Linked DNA regions of Gossypium hirsutum: all the other regions are linked to region 3. Evidence: chromatin contacts called from public Hi-C data. All regions are on one chromosome and are shown on one strand. The core of a region is the stretch at or near the end of the contact, and the rest is flanking DNA. Distances in the headings are between cores, read along the strand shown.

Evidence for each region. A called contact is a pair of places that touch in the nucleus more often than the background predicts.
Region 1: a contact with region 3 is called in a Hi-C map of leaf, with 2.4 times the contacts expected there. The contact joins the promoter of LOC107888707 here to the promoter of LOC107888720 in region 3. A contact is called at or near these places in 8 of 34 Hi-C or Micro-C datasets (callus, hypocotyl and leaf).
Region 2: a Hi-C map of leaf shows a contact between it and region 3, with 5 times the contacts expected there. The contact joins the enhancer-like site here to the promoter of LOC107888720 in region 3. A contact is called at or near these places in 2 of 34 Hi-C or Micro-C datasets (hypocotyl and leaf).

Annotation. Positions count from the first base shown.
Region 1 is chrA09:15,177,590-15,181,888 of Gossypium_hirsutum_v2.1, reverse strand. It overlaps LOC107888707 (transcription factor GTE8), which reads left to right and starts at 2,976. Exons shown (of 10, transcript XM_016812884.2): 1 at 2,976-4,299. The coding sequence starts at 4,041.
Region 2 is chrA09:15,251,413-15,255,655 of Gossypium_hirsutum_v2.1, reverse strand. No RefSeq gene overlaps it. Among protein-coding and RNA genes, the nearest start is that of LOC121206861, 70 kb to the left of the region's middle. Within about 2 kb of position 1,690, at least 2 of the 9 cell types and tissues checked have an H3K27ac peak or open chromatin away from gene starts, as enhancers often do. A contact at or near this core is called in hypocotyl and leaf, where this site is marked.
Region 3 is chrA09:15,386,067-15,390,149 of Gossypium_hirsutum_v2.1, reverse strand. LOC107888720 reads right to left here and starts at 1,313. Exons shown (of 2, transcript XM_041077803.1): 1 at 222-1,313; 2 at 1-37. The coding sequence starts at 1,187. The coding sequence ends at 285. LOC107888721 reads right to left here. Exons shown (of 2, transcript XM_041077804.1): 1 at 3,474-4,083. The coding sequence ends at 3,510.

The DNA.
Region 1 (4,299 bases), core at 1,727-4,226, 210 kb after region 3:
GTTGACACCCAGTGTCTCATCGGCAAAGCCGAAGAAAGTTGGTACCCAGTACCTCATCGAATCTATCCGAAGAAATATAGTGACACCTAGTGTCTCATCGACTCGAGGTCGAAGTATCCCTGAACTCTTCCAATCCTATGGCATGCCAACTATATCCGACTCAGCCCGACTAGTTAATAGGGTATTTAAATCACATATATTCTCAATTCAATCACAATTTCTCACATTTTCAATTCAATCATTTTTCCACCTTTCAATCAATAATTATTTCACAACTTCACACATTTTCACAACTCAATACATTTCCATACAATTTAATACCATTCACAATTCGATTCAAATTCATTTCCCGCTTTCAATCAACAAACAATTCAAATATTATTTCATATCAACTATTCAATTTAATTCCCACTCATAATAATAATAATAATAATATTAATACTTACCTCACATTTCATTTACTAGACACATAAATTAAAATTTAACATTTAAAAATAAATAATTTGAATTATAGTAATACAAACCGTAATTTTCTCGAGTTTACTCCTCGATAATCTTCTCTTTTCCCTTCCGTGCCGACGCTTCTGGTTCTTTGCTAGCTACGAAAATGATAATAATTTATACTATTAATTTCAGCACTAATTATGATAAATAATTAAATTTCTATTCAATTTCTTCCTTATTCTCAATTTAATCCTAACTAAATTCACTTACTTTTCTAGTTCAATTCACACTCTATTTCTATTCAAATTTCATCCAAACTCAAATTTAACTATTAAAATTTCGGCATATTTTCCTAATTTCGAATTTCCCTCAATTTAGTCCCTAGAATATAAAACTTATAGTTTCTTTTACAATTTAATCCCTTTTTCAATTCTAACTTAAAATTCATTCAATTTAATCCCTAATTCAACAATTTATTCAACATAAAATATACTTGAAAACCTATGAACTTACAAAATATCAACTTAATTCCATCAAAAATTTGTTTTAAAGCTTTTAAAACATTAGAATTAAGAGAAAAGGGCTAATTTGACTTACCAAATTAAATTCAAGCTTCAAAAACCATATTTTCCCTTTTTCTTTTTCTTTCTTTCTTTCTCCCCTGTTTCTCCCCTGTTTCGTCTCTTTCTCTGTTCCTTTGTTCTTTCTATTCTGTTTCTTTTCTGTTTTGTTTCTTTCTTTTTCTTTTTATTTCCTTTTATTTAATTACTTTAATATAATAATAATTAAAACAAATATCTACTTAGTAATTAATAAAAATATTACAAATGTATGTATTTTATTAATACACTTGTATTAAATTATCACCATACATTTGTCTTTATTTAATTTATTTCTTAATATAATATTTATAATGTAATTAATTTAATAATATACTTTATAATTAATTTATATATTTATATAAATAATAATATAAAAATCTAAGATTTTTACAATGTTATGCCGCCTCAACTTCCAAATGTGGCTTAATTGCCCATTTGGTCCCTATTATTTTCCTTTAATCTATAATTAACTTTCACTTCTATTGCAATTTAATCCTTTTTGCTAATTACTCATAATTAAGCTAAATTCATCGATCTAAAACCTAATTAAACACACAACTAGTCTAGTAAATATTTCTAATAATTATTTTCGAACTCAATTTACTAAGACGGAGGCCCGATATTATACTTTTCCGATGCCCGTGAATTTTGGGTCATTACATTTTATCTCGGATTTGTGGTCCTGAAACCACTATTCCGATTAGGCCCTAATTCGGGATATTACATCTAACATGAGTCAATTGCTCATCATGCCTAAATTTGATAGTCACTATCTTATCAAGGTTAGAGATGAACATAGCCTAGATGAACATAGCCTTTGTTGACGGGACTGACTTCATATTTTTGTTTAACTTTTCATGGTTTGTTATCCATGAAGAGAAAAAGAGAGAGATTATCATTTTTTTAGTCGAACCTTTAAAACATGTACAAAAGTGATTTGAGTTTTTTCAAGTGTCAAACTTTACGAATGAAATGTTGTGTTTATAGGATTAAATTATAGATTACATGATCTTGGATACCATATGCGATATTATAGCGGAGAGTGAATTGGTTTGTGGTGTTGACCATTTTTGCTCAAACAAGAACTTTGAGACATTTGATAAGAGTTGAATCTTTTATGTGCCATGTTGTATATGGGTGTAGAAAGTCGGGTAGACTATACCTAGGTTGAGTGAGGTTTCTATAATACCTATGTAGAACAAAAACAAGCTTTTATCCAAAAAAAAAAAATTCTAATTTTTATTTAAATAATATCTTGAAATTTGAAATTTAATTTTTTTAATTTAATATAATTTGATCTCTTTGTTTTTATTATATTATTAGTAGGTTAAAATTGATAACACTATTATTTATTGTCGTTATGACATAATTTTTAGATAAAAAATAAAAATTAAATATTTGATTAAAATGTGAATTTTGTTACTAGTTGACTAGATTTTTCATCGATTGTGTAATTGAGTAATAATTTTAAAAAAATATTATTACTTTAATGGTAGGAATAAGAGAAATAATAGGGAATTAAGGAACTATCCTAAGTACATTGTGATGCAGTTCGTGAATCCCTTCATTTAAAGGCGAAGTGAAAACTGAAAGATTCGGTAGCATGGAACTAGCCATTCGACATAGAGCACCAGCTGCTTTATTGCCTTCCCCGTAAGTGTGAATGGTGCTATTAATGACATCATAAAAAAAATTATGGGAAATTGAAGTAGAAGGAATAAATTTTGAATTTTAGAATAGTACAGGGACTAAAACAATAATTGACAAAAAACAAATTTGAATGATTAATAGTGCTAAATCAGCATGCCAAAAGCGGACGTTCGAGATCGATCTTAAATCGAACCGTCCGTTGACTTTCATCCTGAATCTAGCGGTCATAATTTCTCCAAAAGAAGCAAAAGCCCTTTAAATAGAGAGACGAGATACGAAGTTAAACTCCCTTCCTGATCTCGCCAATAATCTTTTTCGATCCAAAATTTTAAAATTCAATAAAACATTTTTCCTTTCTATTTTAAGAATATTAATTATTAGTTTCTCTAGGGTTTCTTGATCTAGAGTTTTCTCCTGTTTGTGCCTTTTTTTTTTGCTTCTCTCTTTTACTTTGTCGGCGAAACGATTGAGGAAGGGAAGAAAGGGTTCTCGACATAGGAGGAACAGTGAGCGAGCAGTGACAGACTGGTAATTGTTACTGGTTTCTTATGGGTTTTAGATTTCTTTTTGGATCCGGGTTTGGGTTTTATTCTTAGGGCGAGAGGGGTTTGATATTGGATTAGGGTTTTTGTTGTATCAAGCTTCTTCTGTTGTAAAGATTTGAGGCTTTATCTAGTAAATGATACTATATATTTTCAATTTAAATCAGTAAGCTAGTTTTTCTACTTGCAATTTTAGCTTTCCTGCATGATTGAAATTTTATTAAATGCGAATTTCGCGTTCTTGCCTTTTAGGTGTTTTATAGAGTTCAATATGGTGGGTTTTTTTCTTAATTAATGTGGTGAATTTGGGGTTTCTAAAGATGGGTAGTGTAAATAAAATTCAGGATCTGGGTAAATGCAGGTAAGAGCTGCTTTAATTGAACTGTGAATAAGTTCAATTTATTCTCGTGCTGTTTAATTCCTTTCCCATCGTCGGGAAAATTTTAAATCTGGATTTATTCACTGTGGAATGGGAGAATTTGGTTCCTATTAATGTTCTCTTCTCTAGTGTTTAATCTAGTGAATTTGTGTCTTTCAAAAGATAAATAGTTCAAGAAAGTATTCACAATGGTTAAATATTTTATATTTGGGTAAGTGCGGTGGGAATTGATTTAAACTTGTTTAAAACTTTTACTGACCTTTACTCTAGTAGTTGTAGTTAAAGGGTGGATTTATAGTTACTCTAGAAAATCAGATGGGATAATTTTGCTCCTATGGCTGATATCTTCAGAGTGCGGCAATTAAGTCAGCAGCTCCTTTACACTGAATAAAGGGATATAAGAAGAAAGGTGCTTTGGCTAAGATGTTGGCAAAGCGTGATAGGTTTGCAGGAGAGTATTACTGTGGCCCGTATGAGCCTCCTGGTGAATCAGAGGGATCTGGTAGCTCAGGAAGAATTGATATGGAGTTTACTGCTTCAGAAGATTCAAGTGCACCGCAGAGAAAATGTATCAGTTTGAACCCTGATAAACTTGGCACCTTTGGTGTCCGTACGGAAGTGCTGTCACTGTCAAAATTGTCACAGTTTGAAAGAAAGGATTTGATGCATAGGTTGAGACATG
Region 2 (4,243 bases), core at 441-2,940, 130 kb after region 3:
TCACACAACCGATGCCCCACGGCCTACCCACATGGCCTGCATGATTTCACACGGTTGTGTGCCCTACATGGCCTACCCATATGACTTGCATGATTTCACGCGGCCGTGTACCCCACACGATCTTCTAAAACAGCCCCTGATTCACATTTTATCAAGTTTCAAATGATGAATCAGGTTAGTTTCACACACCTGATTTTTTATTTGATCGAATATGCGACAAGAAATTCCAAAAACCTACAATTGTTCATCACCTGTACTAATTAAATGAAAGAAAAATCATCTCCAATTCACATCGATTAAATCGAAATTTCAGATCCTAAATTACAAATTGCTTACTCACCTATTCGAAAAAGCGTTCCACAATCAAGCCTACTTTGCTGGAGGGTCTTGATTTACACCCTTTTTGTCTAACAGAAACCACAGAATTACCACTCATCATACCGAACAAAAATGATATCAAAACAACAATACCTTATTAAAACGAACTAAAAGCAAAATCTCAAGAAAAATAACTAAATGATACTTACCCTTTGCATGAACTATTATTCAAGAGATATAACCCACACGAATGCAAACAAAAATTGATTAGTAGAAGTCAAGAACCAACTAAACAAGAAGCGAAAAAGAAAGAAGAAACATGGAGGAAAAAAGAAAGAAGAGAAAAGACAAAAGAAAGAAAATAAACATGGAAAATATAGGGGGCTGGACAGTTATTATTGGGAGCAAAGATAGGAATATCTTTTTTATTGTTAAAACAAAAACAAATAAAAATAACTTAAAATATTTACCATTTTGCTCAAGCAAAGATTCAAACATAATAAGACCAAAGAGAAAGCTGAAACCTAAACACTAAACCAGTAGACTCAACCTTAACATTAAATGAGCAAAAATAATTTATAGATTAGATGTTCAAAGAAGGGTTTAAGCAAAAATAGCAAAAATACAAGGCAAAAGATTCAAATCCAAAACCTCTCATACACATACACAACACTTATCCACTAAACCAAATTAATTCCTTTGACATAATTTCACAATTTCAATTTCTTCTAACCCGATTTTCAGAATGTAACAGGTATGAAGAGATGCCAAATGGTATTAAAATTTCAAAATATTATTAAAATTTTTATTTAATTACATAAATTTTAATTATGTTAAAATTGATTTTTTTTTAATATTTATATTTGATTTAATTAGAAAATGTCTATTTTATTTGCTAAAATATATATTATCATAATAGTTAAAACCTATACATCATCCGGATCAAAAACTAGTTTATATTAGGTAACCTGATTACAGTGGAATTTTATAATCCATTTTTATTATGCAATTGAATGGAAAAAATAAAATAAAAAACTTAATTAATGAGGAAGTTTTAAAGGGTAATGCCAATTTTATTACTAATAATAATAATAATAGTGGATTGGGTTTTCACTTTCATTGACATCTAAAGAGAATCAAAAAAAAAATCTTCCAATAAAGATGGATAAGCATGCAATGCCAATAATTCAATCATGCAATGCCAATAATTCAAAAACTACTTAGTGATCTAAGTTTCTTTAAATTTAATTATTCTTTTTGGTAAGATTTTGACGTTTTGTTCAAAGTTAAACATGTACGGAATGGCCTACTTGGCTATTTCTTTGCAAATGCTTCGATCATTGAAAGCCGCTGTAGCCTAGATGCCTAAACGGGCTAAGACTAAAATATATGACCCATATTCTTGGGCTCATAATAAATGATGACCCAAGTCATTATGCCATATTATATTAATATACTTTTTCATCATAAAATCTAGTATATATATCTATCTAATCATATATATACGCTATAGCAATGTGAGATTTATAAAATAAATAAAAAATAGTCATGTTTTCATACAGTTTATTTTTTATGATAATTCGATTGTGAATGTATTTGAAAGTTTTTAAACTGATCTAATGTTTAGTACTACTCATAACTCATCTCAACCCTTAAATAGGAGGATAAATACGCTTCAATACACTCAAACTCACGTCCTCCTGCACTGGCAACAATGTCCATACCAACCAAGCTAAGACTCAATCGACTTATAATTTTTTATATGTTAAATATAGAGTTGATTTTAAATAAATTATCTCTTTATTTTATGATTTTACTTAATTGGATTAATTTTTAAGTTGTGTTTGGAAAGCCACATAATAATTAAATTTGAGTGTAATTGCTTATAATTACATAAGAGTTGCATCTTTAGCTAACCATTGTAATTGGTGAGCATAATTAAATTTAGTGTACTTGGAGCACCCTAATTACACTTTTCAATTCTTAAGTTTAGAGTAATTAGGCAGATAATTACATTCAAATCCAATTACTCTATGACTTTCCAAACACTCATATATGATTTAGCTTTAAAAATTTACTTTTTATACAAGTTATATTACAAACATGACCATGTACGAATGTTTAGGATAACTATGGGTAAAAAAGTTTTAAAATTATATTATAAATAAATATATATATTATAAAAACAATTTATATTTATTTTATAAAGTTATAACAAAAAAATTTGTACTATTTAAATCCTAAAAAGTTTCTAATATTATGGCCGAAAAGTATATTATAAAAAATAATTTATGTATTATAAAAGTGTTATAATGTACTTATTTATGAAAAAAATGGTTAAAAAATATAAACATAACTTATTTACATGTTCATCTTATATTATAAAAATAATAATATACTTACTTATTAAAAATGTTACAAACTTTTTTTTATAACTTATTTATAAAAAATAATTTTCTGAAGTTACAACAAAAAGTAATATTATTTATAAAAAGCGTTATAGAAGTTATTGAATATTTTATAAAATCTTATTTTATAAAAAAATTATATTATTTTAACCTAATTTAAAAGGTTATAATCTAGTTTAATTTTTGCTCTAAATTAAGTTATATTAAAATTTTATAATTAAAGTTATAGACCATGAACCCAAATATTATATAATAGATACTAGTTATGTAAGTGTAAAAGATTTTCTCGCATGCATGGGGTATGATACCATTTGAGAGAATGGAACCAAACACAAGCACCAGAGACGACTTGCAAACTCTTTAATTTGATACATTCAAAGCTTCAAAATGTAATTAAGAGGACATTTGTAGTTCTAAAAAAAGATTTCTCATATTAAAGGTTTCTCATTTGTAGTTCTAACGTCATTTGCTCCATGTTTACAACCATTTGAAATAGGAAAGATGAAGAATGAGCTTAAAAACTTGAAAAAACAAATTAACATTTAAATTACTATGTTGAAAGTCAAATGTCTCACAATCTGAAAAAGTTATATTCAAAGTTTATCCATAAACCAAAACAAATGCAAACACCATTAAAAAGTCTCAAAGTCACAGCAAATAGATTTTCACAAGTTCATAACTACTACAAAATAAACGACGAAGTTGTCTTCCTGAATCATTTTCCTATTCCATCCCCTCCAAAAAAATTTCGAACACAATCAGTAAAAAACTATGAAAATTCATAAATGATCTATTTAAGTAATATAAAATTAAAGAGGACAAGAAAGAAGTGAAAGAAAAACAATCTAGGGAATGGGAAGAATGATTTATTTTGGAAGGTGGTCATCAATAAACTGCAAATATGAGTATATGACATTGTAATTAGATAAACTATATTCAAAATGATAAGAGAAATATAAAAAATATAAAATATAAGATAATTATCCTTACTTTGTTCATTCTCTTCACTCCATAAGTGGATCTACACCAATCTCTTGTGCAAATCAACATTTGTACTATTTCTAGAAGTAATGAAGCTCTATATGAATCGATTACGCGACTCCCTACACTAAATGTAGCCTCGGAAGCAAAAGATAGTAATAGGAATAGCCATGAGATCAACAATCTCTTTAGACAAAATGCGAAATTTTGTAGTTCTATCCTTCCACCACTCCAAGGCATCAAACCTACTTTCTTGAAAATCAAAGGTGCCTTCTTCAATATACATATCAACTTCCGATTTCTTAGCCTCATTCACTCCACTTCTCACAACTTGTAAAACCCTAGACATCCCTGGAAGGCTTCCTCCAACAACATTTGACGTTCCATTTCCATAATCATCAAAGTCATCAATTAAAGGAGAATACAAAGCCTTATACTCATCATACAACTAATACAAAGTATCTCTAACTCTGTGAATATTCTCCCTAACAACATTTAAAGGGAACATTTGTAACACCCTATACCCGACCTGATGC
Region 3 (4,083 bases), core at 64-2,563:
CTTTGCCAACCCAACACTTTGCTACTAACACTATAAACTACACAAAAATATAGATTTAATAAAAGCAAAATTCAAGAGTTCAGGATTCCTAAGAATATGGAGATTGATTGGTTAATAGTTAATAATTCACCCCATTTGTTTTTGCTTGTTTGCTTTGTGTTTAGTCTTCATTTTTTCTGTTGAATTCTCTTCTTTTTACTAAAATAAACAGTCCACATTACCTGATTATTCTATTAATTTGCTTCATTTCCCCCCTTATTTACTCCTTTGAATCCTCATTTCCCTCACCGGCCGAGACTGAGAGCAGCCTCGACGTCCAGCCGCCACGCTAAACAACCACCACCACCACTGCCTTCCATTTTCCAGACATCACATGGCAACATCCTTGAGAACTTCTCCTTGTGCCATGTATACTGCAACCTTACCTTGCATGAAAATGCAGTGCAAAACCTAGGCAATTCTTGTTTGAACACAAGCCAGACCATTATCTCCGGTGGCGGCCGGCCGTCATTTGCTTCCCCTACTACCATCAACATCCTCTTGTAAGCTCCATTAACCCACTGAACCCTATTCAAACCATCTGATATAAACCCTGGACACGTGTCACTCTCCAGATTCTTTATCATCTCCACGTCCGTACTCCCTAGCTGTCTCACTTCCATGCAACTGTCCGTCACGCTCTCCACCGTCACCCACGACTCCACCACCGTTGCTTTCCTCGTTTGACTCATCAGAACCGTCCGATTAGGTTCTTCCACAGCTCCCAAACGATCAACCCAACGGTTATTGAAGTTCAAGTTACATAAATAAAGTGGATCTTGATTTTCCCCCAAAACTCTACCGTTTTGATTGTTAATCGATCCGTTCCCTTCAGTTTTCTCAGGCAATAGCTGCAAAGTAACAATCGTCTGAGGATTGTTTGAAGCTTCATCATGATGAGCTTGATCTGACGATGATCTTTTCTTTCTTCTCATATTATTCTTTCGAACCCTAACGTACTTTCTTTTAGCTCTTGGATTACAAAGCAACAAATTTTTGTTATCAAACCGAACCCCATCAGAACCTGACTCACCGGAAACCGGTTTAGGGGCTATCGGCCGGAATCTTAACATTATCGGGTTTATCACCATCTTATCTGGTGCACCACCTGCGTAGCTAACCCTGCTCCGCTTCTCTTCACCGTTCATCTCTCTGACGCCGTTTAAACCACCTCCAGAATAGAATCAAAGCTTCGCTTCCCTTCTTGTCGCTTCCCACCTGTGTAGCTAACTCTGCTCCGCTTCCCTTTTTTTTTTTTTTCCAGAGGGTTTTGGTTATGAGAAGCGATAATCTAGCGGCAAATTAACAGAGAAGCAACACGTGGCTAGGGCAAGAAAGGAACAGCTGAGTGTTTTGATTGGTCGAAAGTTAAGAGGTGGAACCCAAATGAAAAGTAAGAGGGTCCACAGACAGAACCAATGGGAAGAAGGCTAGTGTACAGCACTGCCGAAAGAGAGGGACACGTGGGCATTGTCTAGAGAGCAGAGTATTTTTCTACTGTTGAATGAAATGGAAAAGAGCACAAAAGGGGGAGGTTCGAGAAAGTGGACACATGGTCCTTGTTCATTAGCTTTCTACCTCTAAATTCGGTGCCTATTGTTTCATATCTTAATGCCTCCACTCGCCACTTCTCGCCGTGATCCCACCTTCCTTCCAACTAATCACAGTAGTAAATTTTCAAATCTCTTTTACAAATTTACTATAAAAATAAATTTATAACCAAATTATTAAAAAATTCAACAGAAAATGAATTTTTTTAACAATTGTAAGAATTATAATTACACCTTGCAATTAAAGAAATTGTAATTCCTTCACCTCAATAAAACCACTAATTATAATAAATAGCTAAACACATGTAATTACATCCGATGGAATTACTAACTTTTATTCATAAAATAAAATTTATTTTTTAAAGATATAAAAATTATTAATTTCACGTTCTTTAAGGTTATTATATATATAAAATAATATTTTATATATTTAAAAAAGAAACAACTAAATATATATATTTGAAAAGTTTATGTATGTAACAAACCTAATAAGAATTAATAAAATAATTTTCACTAAAAATAAAAGAATCGAAGAGGAATATCTATGTAAAGTTGGAAGTGAATAGTTAAATGGAGTGAGGGTCACTTGGCAAAAAATGGCGCGTGGAAGAGTTGATATAATGAAAGGAAACAAGAAAGTAGGAAGAGGGACGCGTGGCGGATTCGATAAAGATGTGAATGGATATTATGGGTTAAAGATTTGTGACGTCATCCGATTTTATTTGAAAGGTGTTCGCATTATGGGATGGGAAAACGGGTTGGTTGGGGATGTCTGCTGTTGCCACGTGCTTATTTCATAATTACTTTCAGATTATTTTAATAATAACATTGTTTTTTACTACAAGAAACACAGTTACTATTAAAAATGCCTTCCTAAAACAAATTCTGTGTTTGCTTTTAATTTTAGGCATCGTATTTTAGGATCGATTCACCTTAAAGTTAAAAACTTAAGAGTGACTTGAGATACTCTTTTTTTTAATTCAATCATTATATTAGCTAAGCTATAAATAATTTTTGTTTTTAAATTTACAAGGATTTTCTTACGTTTTATTGTTTTATTTATTTATTTATTTAAAACAACATAAATATACTTTATGCTATTTAATACATAAAAATATATGCATTGATTGAGGTTTCATTTTTTATTTTAGATTTGTAAATGTGTGACATATTAAAAATCATAACTATATTTAATACAACATTAATTTCAAATAATGTATTTAATATATCTCTCTAAGATTTATTTCCTATGGAAAGGGCCTTCCTTTTCTGGTCCATGAAATGGTCTATTTATAAGCATTGATTGATTGTACTTAAAAACACTTTTACATTAAAAATTAGCTTCAATGTTTTATTAATTGCATTATTCTTCCTGTTATTTTTTTTATTTGTTAATGTCTTCAATTTTACTCATATTTTTACTTGGTTTTTTCTATCAATAATTTATATTCGAATTTATCTTTTATTTTATTTTTGGTTACAAGTCTCAATTTTTTTTAAAAAATGTTATATGAAATTATAAGTAATAATAAAGTTAACTAAATGGTTAACCTTATATGGTCAAACCCTATCCCTATGTGACTCATGTTTTTATCTAAATAAAGCTTTTATATGGTCTTAGATTGTCAATGTAAACACGACTCCTAAAAAATAATGAATCCCCATTAGAATTGAAAGACTAAAACCTACCACGTTATTATTTGTTAGTATATATTTGATTTTTCTCTTTATTTTTTTCCCTTTACCAATACATTATCAATCTCATTCCCTCCCTCCTAATCTGATCTTTTATAATCCATATATATTAAAGAAAAAAAATACTTTATTTAACCCTTATTGTTGTTGTATAATTTGTTTTGAAAAAAAAAAAGGAGTTTAAATTACCTGCAAAAACTATGGGAATGGGTTGGGTTCCCATCGTTAGAGTCCCAAACTGAGAGCAGCCTTAACATCGAGCCTCCATGCAAATCCGCCAAAGCTCATCTTCCACACATCGCAAGGAACCATTTTCGATTGCTTTTTCTTTCCCTTTCCATCTCCGTACCGTAACCCTACCCGGCACGAGAATGCACCCTGTGGGAATTTAAACCCTTCTTTCACCACCAACCCCACCGCGGTTTCAGCCCCTTCTCCGCCCACCATGCTCTTGAACGCCTCGTTCACCCACAAAACACGGTGCCAACCGTCCGATATGAACCCTGGATACGTGTCCTTATCCAGATTCCTCATTCTATCCACGTCCGTACAGCTCCCCATGTCTCCTTCATCCATGCAGCTGTCTGTTATGCTCTCCACCGTCACCCATGACTCCACAACACTCACTTTCCTCCCCGTCGCCTGATCCGACAACCCCATCACCGCAGCCGCCACTTCTTGATCTGTTGCAACCATTTTCTGCAACTTCAAGCACAGCAGCGGCGGGTCCTCATGAGATTGATGATAATCATCACCAACCGTCCGATCGAGATCATGATCACCAGCCCCTGAGCTATCA